Linked DNA regions of Canis lupus: region 2 is linked to region 1. Evidence: chromatin contacts called from public Hi-C data. All regions are on one chromosome and are shown on one strand. The core of a region is the stretch at or near the end of the contact, and the rest is flanking DNA. Distances in the headings are between cores, read along the strand shown. Region 1 overlaps SEC22B (vesicle-trafficking protein SEC22b). Region 2 overlaps PDE4DIPP2 (myomegalin).

The links. Hi-C and Micro-C count contacts between places; a contact is called where the count stands out from the background.
Region 2: a contact with region 1 is called in a Hi-C map of blood, with 2.7 times the contacts expected there. The contact joins two enhancer-like sites. A contact is called at or near these places in 2 of 9 Hi-C or Micro-C datasets (blood and skin fibroblasts).

The regions. Positions count from the first base shown.
Region 1 is chr17:57,687,559-57,693,479 of UU_Cfam_GSD_1.0, forward strand. SEC22B (vesicle-trafficking protein SEC22b) reads right to left here. Exons shown (of 5, transcript XM_038561935.1): 3 at 4,426-4,586; 4 at 2,348-2,494. Among named protein-coding and RNA genes, the nearest start is that of SEC22B, 14 kb to the right of the region's middle. Within about 2 kb of position 3,248, at least 2 of the 20 cell types and tissues checked have an H3K27ac peak or open chromatin away from gene starts, as enhancers often do.
Region 2 is chr17:57,867,417-57,873,391 of UU_Cfam_GSD_1.0, forward strand. It overlaps PDE4DIPP2 (myomegalin), which reads left to right. Exons shown (of 46, transcript XM_038561953.1): 9 at 3,935-4,066; 10 at 5,170-5,289; 11 at 5,510-5,629; 12 at 5,753-5,965. Among named protein-coding and RNA genes, the nearest start is that of PDE4DIPP2, 150 kb to the left of the region's middle. Within about 2 kb of position 1,390, at least 2 of the 20 cell types and tissues checked have an H3K27ac peak or open chromatin away from gene starts, as enhancers often do.

The DNA of each region.
Region 1 (5,921 bases), core at 1,998-4,497:
ATCTACTTCCCGCTACATCTTACAGCTCTTATTGTTTATATATCTATTTAAAACTATCACACTGAAGATGGACAAAGACTTGGAGAGGCCATGGGTTCTAGGCAATAGCAGTGTGACTCAAAGTAAACTACTTAACTTTTCCGAGTCTCTGCTTTATCTGTAAAACTGGTTTGATACCACCTAATTTACAAGGGATTACCCTAAAGCATAAGTAAGATGTATGTATAAAGTCCCTCTGGAGCACCTGGGTAGGATAAGCATCTAACTCTCCATTTTGGTTCAGGTCATGATCTCAGGGTTCTGGGATCATGTCCCGTGTCAAACTGCGCTCAGCACGGAGTCTGCCTAAGATTCTCTCTCTCCCTCTGCCCCTCTCCCAGCTTGTGCTTTCACTCTCTTTTTCTCTCTCACATAAATAAAATCTTAAAAAAAAATAAAGTCCCATTACCATATTGCCTAACACAAAGTAAGTGTTCAGTTGATGTCTGTACCCTTATACTATAAATTACTCTGTGACAATGACAATGTTTCTTATCTTTCCAATTAGATGAAGCTACTAAAGATTAAAGAAGGGATCCCTGGGTGGCGCAGTGGTTTGGCGCCTGCCTTTGGCCCAGGGCGCGATCCTGGAGACCCGGGATCGAATCCCACGTCGGGCTCCCGGTGCATGGAGCCTGCTTCTCCTTCTGCCTATGTCTCTGCCTCTCTCTCTCTCTCTGTGTGACTATCATAAATAAAATAAATAAATAAATAAATAAATAAATAAATAAAAATAAAGATTAAAGAAATGTACAACTGACCCTTAAACATGGGTTTGAACTGTGTGCATTCCCTTATACAGATTTTTTTTTTGAGGGAATACCATAGATGTTTTCTCTTCCTTATGATTTTAATGACATTTTTTTCTCTAACTTACTTTATTGTAAGAATACAATATATAATATGTGTAACGTACAAAATAACATGTTAACTGTTTACATATTATGTACAAAATAACATGTTAACTGACTGCTAAGGGAAAAGCTTTTAGTCAACAGCTGGCTATTAGTAATTAAGTTTTGGGGAAGTCAAATGTTGTATGTGGAGCCCCTAACCCCCATACTGTTCAAAGGTCAACGGTCTTCTTTTCCCATCAGTACATCAGCTTTGAAGTAACCAGCAAAGCACTAGATGAGAATCCTTTTACACTTTTGATAAAATGATTATATAAATTTGAAATCAAAGAAAAACTGCTCTCGTCTCTTTTATCCCAGGTAGAAACTGTTAAGTCTGTTATGATGAAAATTTACAGACTCACTCATCTAACATTTGATGTTTAAAGAGTATGAAGCTGGGACAACTGCTGACTAGTGACATAGAGGTTACAATTTGTAGTTTGTAATAAAGGAAAACCCATTTACTCATGAATGACATCACAACGTTGCGTTCATGAAATACTCATTAAAGCATTACTGTGAGAACAACAAAAGAAGTATATGAAACAGATACAAAATACGTAAATACTACATTTAAAGAGTACAGTAAACACTTAGGTGATATTTAAACATTAGGCAAATATATATATTTTAAGGCAAATTAGGAAAGTACACCAAACACATACATGCACAAATACCCAGTATGTGCTTCAAAAACCATTACCTAGCTAAGTGTCTTAAAGAGTTTAAAGGACAAAAGAGATTAATGTGATGTGGGCTACTAGAATCAGGGAAGGCATCTTTGAAGAGGCAGTTCTTATCTGGATCTTAAAGAACAGGTCCAGGATGGTGAGGAAGCTGACCCAGCTGAGGCGGAATGTTTGGGAGCCACAGAGCATGAAAGAAGTTTGAAATCTTCCACGACAGAGAGAACATAGTATCTTGCACATTACAAACATGCAATAAGAATAAAAGTTGAAATCAAACTAGATCTTATCTTGTGGTCACAGATTTTAAAAGTTTTTCAGAAGAGGAATGCCTTGATAAAAATGGCATTTTATGACATTTGATCTGGCAGCAATAATGTCTCCCAAAGTGACTAGTCAGGAAACCACTGCAATAAATCTTTGACAATTTCCTCTCATTCTTCATTTCCCTTAACTTATGTGTTTCTGTAAATATTTACTTAATGTTGTAAATATCTTGGAAGCAGTAATTGCTTCTAATATGGAATAAGACCTTCTCACCATTCCAACTCAACAGAAACTAATCACACTAGGGAAAAAAATAATACCACACTGGAAGTTTTGTAATGTAATCTATCTCTACGAGATAAAATGTTTAACAGTACTGGATGAGAGTCTAACAGCAAAAAAAGTATCCCCAAATAAGCTATCCTTGCCTACAGGAAGGACTCGTAATGCTTTACACACCTGAGAGTGCTTCTCCCCGTTGTAACACTTCTTCAATATTGGCCACCATGATCCTCTGCACATCTTGCAATTCAGTGTTGATGGAGCCTAGGTTTCTCCGAGCACGGCTGTCAATGTAGAGCTTCTTGGTTTTCTGAATGTAGGTATCTGGGATAATGAAGAAAAGTGACCATGAACAACTGTGTCCATCAAAGTATTGCAGGGATCGGGAAGTTCTGAGCTTAGTCCTGGATCTGCCAATGGTCCATGGCTAACCAAGCTCTTGAATGAGCATCAAAATTTGAGTTTTGATTTCTTCATCTGTAAAATGGAGATAGATGACCATTCAGGAGAAATGTCCTCTGCATACGTTCAAATGAGAAGTCTGCTCTCAAGGTCCTTAGAGAAATTAGGCCCCATTGTAGTAAGCCTTTCGTGAAAGCAGAGATTTTCAAACCATGTTCCGAGGATCCTTAGGGTTTTACTACTTAATGCTTTACATTCCCTGAAAAGGATACTGGCAATAATCTCGCATCACTACAGGTTAACATGGCAAGCCTTATTCTATCATCAAAAGCGGGAAAAATATTGTCCTCAAGTATTTTCTTTAACATACATTCCTAATTTCACTCTGTTCTTAAGCTTCAGGTAAAGCAAAATCCCACTATAAAACTGTAGTTTTATTCATGATTAGCCCATGTCTGTATTTCTCAAAACTGTAAAAAGAATGACTTATTATTAAAGATTATATTTTCAGTTTTTGGCAAAAATCCTTTATATGAGTTATATGAGTTAGATACCTTTCATTTGCCTCTTTAGACCTCCTCTCCACCCTTCTGCACCACACTTTCTACTTTGGGAAGCTGACCTACATGTACTACATGGTCGGCTCCTTGCCTTGGAGCTTCCACTTAGGTTCAGCCAATGGGGGAACTCCAAGGGTAAGACATGAGAGCGGATAGTGACGTTAGGATTTTTATTCCCCACCCTCTCCCTGATAAGTCACCCTGGCCTGGCAGTAACTCTCCAACCAGAGGTTACTACTCCTCTCAAGTTGGCCCTCTCCTTTTTCTCCTTTGCAGTTCTAGAAACTGCTCCTTTCTCTTATCCCCTCAGGCCTAGGGATGAAAACAATTACACTGTTACTGATCTCAGATTACAGTACCTTGTAGTTCACCTATACCCCATTCATCTTTGTATATAATTCTTTAAGCTAATTTGAGTGTACCAACTATTCCCTGTGTGATCTTGATATAGTAGTCTTATTTTATTTTTTTTCTTGGGTTTACTGGACCCTTATTATCTTTAAAAATAAAACCTGAAAAAGCAGACATTATAAAAATTGGCACTTGAAGAGTTTATTATGAAACACTGGAGTATTTTGCTAAATTTTATTTCTAAAAGTAAGATGACCATTTATCAAGCAAACTGGAAACACTTCAGAAATTCGGATACAGTAAAATGCATTTCTTTTTTAACTAAAAATATCAGTAATGTAGTCTAATCATACATACTCTCACTTCTCTACTTAGGGTACCCAAGACATTTCCTTTGATTTCTTAACATTAGATGCTTTACTGATGATGAATCTTTCCGTAATTATTGTACATACATGGATGGACATCCACGCTCACTATTTCTGCATGTAATAAATGTTATCCACCCGTAATACCATACCTCTTCCAGTTTTGTTTTTGTTTTTTTTTTTAATTAGAGGATCTACAAGAAACAAAATACCTTCTTTCTGATTTCCAAATTCTGATCTCCAGAAAATGAACCTTACTGGGCAGGGCAGGGGGTGGGCTCAGCTACTATACACCAGTCAAGCAGATCTTTGGGAATAGTTCTGATGACTAATCAAATCAATCATAAAAAAGATCAAATGGCAACAAGTTCTAAGAAAATCAAAAGACCAGAGAAAATTACTTAGGAGAAAAAGTCTCATTCATTCAAAAGACAAAAAGAGATGAAATGGAAGAGACAGAATCCAAAACTTCAGTAAGAAAACATCAGGGAAAAAAAGTGACAAAATTATTATCAATGTAACAAACAGCTTCTTCTTATCGTTTGCTCTCTTGATATAAAGAGCAAAAACTTACCGAACTCAATAAAGGAATAGGGCCTAGACACAGTGGGCACCTTCTTCCCATGCTGTTCATCAAACTCTGAGTGCAAATCTTCCAGGTAGGCAAAAGCCAATTTCTTAGGGAAGGCAGCTTCACACAAAACCAAATAACAAACTCCCTGCTCAATAATGTAGCTGGAGAGACAAAAAAACAAGAAAAAGTTGTCTGTAAAATAACAATACCCCCAACAACTTGAAGCAGACTTTCAGTGCTTTACAAACTTTTGAAAATATTCTAGCCTAAGCCCTTTGAGGCTAGCTAAGTCAAAAAATCAACTTCAAACCACAAATGCTTAGAATCAGAAAGCAAACAATGTCCCATTATTAGAATTATATTCCAAAAGGAGTATCTAAACATGTTTATTATAATTGTTTATAATTCAGTAAAATATCTTAATACCTACGACTTTTTCTTGAAAACAGAGTTGTGACTCCATCTATCTTTTGATTATGTATGAAAACAACTGTGCGTGTGTGTGTGCGTATGTATTTTTTTTGTTTTTTTAGATTTTACATATTTGAGAGAGACAGAGAACATAAGCAGGGAGAGGGAGAAGTGACTCCCCACAGAGCTGGGAGCCCAATGTGGGGCTCAATCCCAGGATCATGACCTGAGACAAAGGCAGATGCTTAACTGATTAAGCCACCCAGCAGCCCCTGGTATACACATATTTAAACTCCTCCCAGTTACAAGAAAAACAGGGGAACTGGAAGTTGTTGTGGATACTTAGAATTTGGAAGTTAATGCTACAATGTTTACTGAGTACAGATAATGACCTTAGGACAAATAATATTCCCTAACTTCCAGGATAGAACTCTATATCAACTATCCAATATCAGAAACTATCCAATAACAGAACTGACTTCCTCTTATGAGCGTGAGCTCTCTGGCATTCTGGAAGGAATTATATAACTACATGTCTGAGAGGTATTGGAAAGAAGTTAGGTTACTCAGTGATTTTCAAATGTCTTTTTAGCTTTAGTATTCTTTTTATTTCAGCAATAATTATATTCAGAAGACCCAGTATGTACATCAAATAAAATCAGAAGGTCATCAGTTTAAGTGGAGTGTAAGGGCCCAAAGTACTATATATACCCCAATCCCTACTCTTACTATGAGGCTCCTTACACATCCTAGGACTCCACAGAGCAGTTTAGAGTGTATTATATAATCTCTCGGGCCCCTTAAAATGATGATGATGATGATGATGATGACGATGGTGAGACTGCTGTCCTATCTCTTGCTTGGGCATCTGAATCAACTGCTCCCAGACCATCTTCTAAATTACCAGTGTTATTCCTAAAGAGTAAATATGACTGTATTATCCTGCTTAAAAATTCTGAGGGTTCCCTAATTCTTTTTTTTTTTTTTTAAGTTTATTTATTTATGATAGGCACACAGTGAGAGAGAGAGAGGCAGAGACACAGGCAGAGGGAGAAGCAGGCTCCATGCACCGGGAGCCTGACGTG
Region 2 (5,975 bases), core at 140-2,639, 180 kb after region 1:
TAGATCCAGATTCATTATGTACTATTCAGTGGCATTTTTTGACTTTAAAGTTGCTGTTGAAATGTCTATATTAAATATCTATCCATCTATCTATCTGGTCTTATTTCTTATTTCTAAAGAGCCACTGAAGGATTAGAGCATTGGATTGGAAATTAGGAGACAGACCCGATTTTATTTGCATTTGTTTCTGTTCTTCCTCTCTTTTTAAACAAACTTTTGGTCCCTACAATATTCCAGGCATTATGGTAGGCAATGTGTTTATAGAGATGAAAAATACATTCCCAAATTCGGTGCATCTGGCTTAACTAGATCCTTTTTCTGATTTCCTCCCACAGTGCTTTACATATTATGGTACTTAACAGATGTTTTAACAGATGTAACTTTGGACATTCCTTATCTTCTCTTAAGTCTCCATTTCCTCCAATGTACTCTGTCTGGGATGAGACCAGATGGTTAATTTATAGTTTCCTTCACAGCTCTGAAATTCTTTGATTTTTTTTTTTTAATTTATTAATTTGAGAGAGAACACGAGCAAAGGGATAGGGGCAGAGGGAGAAGCAGACTTCCCATTGAGCCTGGAGTCAGATGTGGAACAGGATTTCCAGGACCCCAGATCATGACCTGAGCTGAAGGCAGATGCTTAACTGACTGAGCCACCCAGGTGCCCTTGAGATTGTTTGATTTAAAGTGAATAAATAGAACCACCTTCCCTACCATTTTAAACTTGCAGCTATTTTCTTGAATTCTGCTTGTTTAAATTTGAAAAAAAATCTATAATATCATTGGAAAGGTGTTTTACCCTAAAAAACTGAGAAGCCAGGTTTTGTAGAAAATGTTTTATCATTAAATAAATGATGTAATTATTTACTTATCAGTTAGAATTGTTTTATCTGTTCGTATTGTGACATAATTCACAGTGCTTCAGGGATGCCTGGGTGGCTAAGCGGTTTAGCATCTGCTTTTGGCTCAGAGGGTGATCCAGGGATCCGGGATCAAGTCCCACATCGGGCTCCCTGTGAGGAGCCTGCTTCTCCCTCTGCCTATGTCTCTGCCTCTCTCTGTGCCTCTCATGAATAAATAAATAAATCTTAAAAAAAAAAAAAAATTCACAGTGCTTCAGGGCAAGCACGGCTCCCTGTTACACCCACAACAAATACCTCAATTTTTCTTGCTGCTTTTCTCTCCTTTCACAGCCCTCCAGGTCTGTTGACTCTCCTTTCAAAACCTATCCAAATATATCATTTCTCTCCCCATCCATTCTTACCGCTATAATCCTAGCCACTATTCTCTTTTACCTGCACTACTGAAGCAGTCCCCTGTGTGTCTCCCTGTTCTACTGCTGCCCCCCAGACCAGTCACCACAGAGCAGCTGTAGTGACCTTTTTGAAACATAAATACAATTGTGTTACTTTTCTGTTAAAAACACTGCAATCCAAGAGTGCCTGGACGGCTCAGTGGGTTAAGTGCCTTTGGCTCAGGTCGTGATCTCAGAGCCCCCTCTTTGGGCTCCTTGCTCAGCCAGGGAGCCTGCTTCTTCTCCCTCTCTGGGCTGTTCCCCCTGCTTGTGCTCTCTGTCAAATAAATAAAATCTTAAAAAAAATAAAAATAAAAAACAGAAAAACAAAGTAAACCATCCTCATTTCAATGAGAATGAACTCCAGCTCTACCCTGCGGTAGAAGCTCTGTATGACCTCGTCCCTGACTTTCTCTCCACCTCATCATGTATTACCTTCCTCTGTGCTCAGTACACTTTAGCACTGTGCTAGCCAGCAAGGCAGCCACTAACTGTATGCGGCTGTTGAGCACTTGAAATGTGGCTACTCTGAATTGAGATATGCTGTGTGTGTAAAGTACACCCCAAATTTCAGAGACTTAGTATGAAAGTCAAATACCTTGCTGATAATTTTTATATTTTTATATTGAATACATGTCTATGATGATTCTTTGGATATAATATAGTGGCTGAGATAAAATATTTTATTGAAATTGAGTTCATTTATTTTTACCTTTAGTCAGTGAAGTCATTACAAAAGTTTAAATTACCTACATGGCTCCCATTATACTTCTTTTGCAAAGTGCTACTCTAGCTTCTGCCTAGGTTTTCTGTGGGACTGGCTTTCTGTCCTGCAGGTCTCCATCTAACCAATTCAAAGTAACTGGTCAACCAACTTAGAGTAACTTTACCACTCTATAATGCTTTTCTGTTTTACAACAAAGGGCATGTCACTATCTGATATTTTATGTGTTTCCTTGTTCCTTCATTATATAACTCCTCATTCCCAGTTCCCGCAGTGCTTTACGTATTATGGTACTTAACAGATGTTTTTAAAAAACTGATGAATAGGGGCACCTGAGTGGCTCAGTGACTGAGCATCTGCCTTTGGTTTAGCTGTGATCCCCGGGTCCTGGGAAGGAGTCCCACACTGGGCTCCCCGCAGGGAGCCTGCTTCTCCCTCTTCCTATGTCTCTGTCCCTCTCTCTGTGTCTCTCATGGATAAATAAATTAAATATTTTTTTAAATTGATAATATTGGAAGAATAAAAAACTTTTTTTTCTGAAATTTTTATACTTCCAGTCAGTTGCTGGCAGGAAGGGATTTGAGGTAAGCTCTAACTCCACTGCCTAGAAGGTGGTAGTCAGAATTTGAAAATGTGAGAGAAAAGGTAAATGAAAAGCAATTGCCTTTTTCTCTTCCTAATGGATTTATATTTTTCCTAATTGGAGTGGGTGTGGAGGCGGGGGGTGGGGGGGTCCAGTAGGAAGGGTCAGAGGAGAGGAAATGGATTTTAATGCCACAGTGAATTCCTACAGTTTTCTTTTAGTACCCTTATCTCATAATGCATATTAACTACAGTTCACTAAGTTAACCTTAACCTGATTTATTGCTATATTATATAAACAATGTGTTTTTTCCTCCTGAGTCTTTTTGATGAATTGATTTTCCTATAAAACATACCTCCTTCCCAGACCATTATGGATTTTGAAATTTATTTTTAATTTTTTGTACTCTTTATTTTGAAACCACTTCTAATTTATAGAGAAGTCACGAGAGAAATACAAAGAACTCCCAGATTCACAAATTGCTATCAAGATTCACTGGTTACTAATATTTTGCTACATTTGGTGTTTCACTCCCACTGTCTATATAGACACATCATTTTTTTTTAAATTCCTGAACCATCTGAGAGTTAGTTGCAGATAGAATGAGTCTTTATACTAAATAAGCATATTTCCTAAAGACAAGAACATCTCTTACATAAGTACAATATAATTACCAAATTTAGGAAATTTAGTATTGATAAAGTATTATAATGCATAGTCCATTTTCAAAATCTGCCCATTTTTCCAATAATATCATCAGGCATAGTTGAAATGTACCTTCCTCTCTTAGGGATGGTAGAGGTTTGATTTTTTTTTTTTTCTTTTTTAAAAAGACTTTATTTACTTATTCATGAGAGACACAGAGAGGCAGAGACCTAGGCAGAGGAAGAAGCAATTCGATCCCAGGACCCCAGGATCATGCCCTGAGCCAAAGGCAGACATTCAATCACTGAGCCCCCCAGGTGCCCTGGTAGATAGTTGATTATTGAATTCCCTGATTAGAAATAGGATAAAGTGAATATTTGGTCATCTCAAGCATTTTCTTTTTTCAATTCTCCTTTCTCTTTAACCTCTGAATTATTTGCTTTAACTGAATATGTACTATTTGTGTGAGTTCATAGGGAAAGATAGGGAGAGGAGCTGGGGAGTATCATAAGGGTGGAAAAATCAGTACTCTTAATAAGGAACAGGATTGTCTTTAGGAATTTGTACTGATCATCTGCACAATTTTGGTTTTCTAAGTCTTTGCTGAAAGATGCCTGACATATTTGAAGATGAAATTTATTGTTGGTTACATTGAACTCAACTTACTTGTCTTGCTGCTTCTTCCCAGCCTGTGACTGAAGAGTTACTCAAGCAACAAAAGCTGGATTCAGATGAGACCATTATAACTCAGCAGTCTGTATCTGATTCCCACTTGGCTGAACTCCAGGAAAAAATCCAGCAAATGGAGGCCACCAACAAAGTATGATCAATCAGTCCAAGCCCTTGGAGATCACAGGGTTTCCTGAGGTTGTGACAGGCTCTAGCTGAGGTTCTTAACCTCTCTGAGTAAGATTCAGGAGATGAATACTGTGTATTTCTCTTCCTCTAAGGAATATTTGATTAAAAGTGTAGTTCTTTCCTTTTATCTCTCATCAGGATTTTAGCCTTCTCTGCACAGATCAGAATTTTGGCCTTTTAGATCTGTAATTAAAACTTGAATGTAGTCTAACTTTATAAGGCACCAAGAAAGGAGGTTTGTGCTTTTGATTTTAGCTTAACTTCTTACCTCTTTAGAGTCCAAGGAATCTAATGTTTGTTTAGAAGAAAATTTTAGCAGTGCCCACAATTTGAATGCTGAGCTTCTGGCTTGGTACCCTTACCTCATAATGAATATTAAGTACAGTTCAGTAAGTTAATCTTAACCTGATTTATTGCTATATTATATAAATAATGTGTTTTTTTTCCTCCTTCTGGCTTGGTGTAGCTTTGTAGTGTTCCGTCCTGTCCTAGATAGCAGAGCTCTTGGTCTTTGTGTAAAGGATCTACAGTGATCCTTTACACAAAGTAAAGTGAGTGATCTACTCACCACAGTGAGTGGTACCTGGGTGGCTTAATCATTAAGCATCTGACTCTTGATTTCAGCTCAGGTCATGATCTCAAGGTTGTTCGATCGAGCCCCTCATTGGGCTCTGAGCTGGGCAGTAGACTGCTTAAGACTCTCTCCCTGCTGCTATGCTCTGCATTCTGTGTGTGTGCTTGCTCACTCTCATTCTGTCTCTCAAAAAAAAAAAAAAAGAGAGAGAATCCCCCAGTGACTCATGTGGACAAGTACCCAGTACAACTACCCATCACAAAGAAAGCGCAGTACATGAGAATTGAAGCACTTGAATATTGAAGGAAATATTTCATATTTCCTGCTACTTTGTCTTAATGAACGACTTAGGGCCTTAAAGGTTACTACACCTGGGAAAAAAATTAAGGCAATGTTCTCTAGGAAATCCTTTAAACCTAGATTTGAGGAAGGACTTACTGGTTGCATTTGAAGGTAAAAGAAATTGACCTGTTTTTCTTTGCTGAATTCAGATTCTTCAAGAGAAACTGAATGAAATGAGCTGTGAGCTAAAGTCTGCTCAGGAGTCATCTCAGAAGCAAGATGGTACAATTCAAAGCCTCAAGGAAACTCTGAAAAGTAGGGAAAATGAGGTAAATATTTGGCAGTCAGGAACCCGTGAGGAAATTATTTGCTTTATCAAAGTAGACACATATTCTGTATTTTGTAGAAACAGATCATCAGACTAACAGATGTTAGTGTAGAGAAACTGTAGTGTAATCTAAATCAGTGTTTCTAAAATCTGTACAGGTGAGATAGTGGAATTTATTTTTAGTTTACTAACATGTTCAGTACTCCCTGTCTCATTTTCAGACCGAGGAGTTGTACCAGGTGATTGAAGGTCAAAATGACACAATGGCAAAGCTTCGAGAAATGCTACACCAAAGCCAGCTTGGACAACTTCATGTATTTGAGGGTCACATAGGACAGGAGGTGAGATTCTGGTTAAGGAAGTGCCATGCTTTTCAGACACAGTCTTGATTTTGTTGGTCTTCTCAGCTGCTCAGTGCTTGCTGTCCTCTTGATTAATTTTTACTTTTTTTTTTTTTTTTCCAGAGCTCACAGGGTACTTCCCCAGCTCAGCAACAGATGGCTCTGCTTGATCTTCAGAGTGGTTTGTTCTACAGCCAGCTTGAGATTCAGAAACTCCAGAGGTTGGTACGTCAAAAAGAACGCCAACTGGCTGATGCCAAACGATGTGTCCAATTTGTAGAGGCTGCAGCCCATGAAAGAGAACAGCAGAAAGAGGCATCTTGGAAACATAATCAGGTAAATCAGC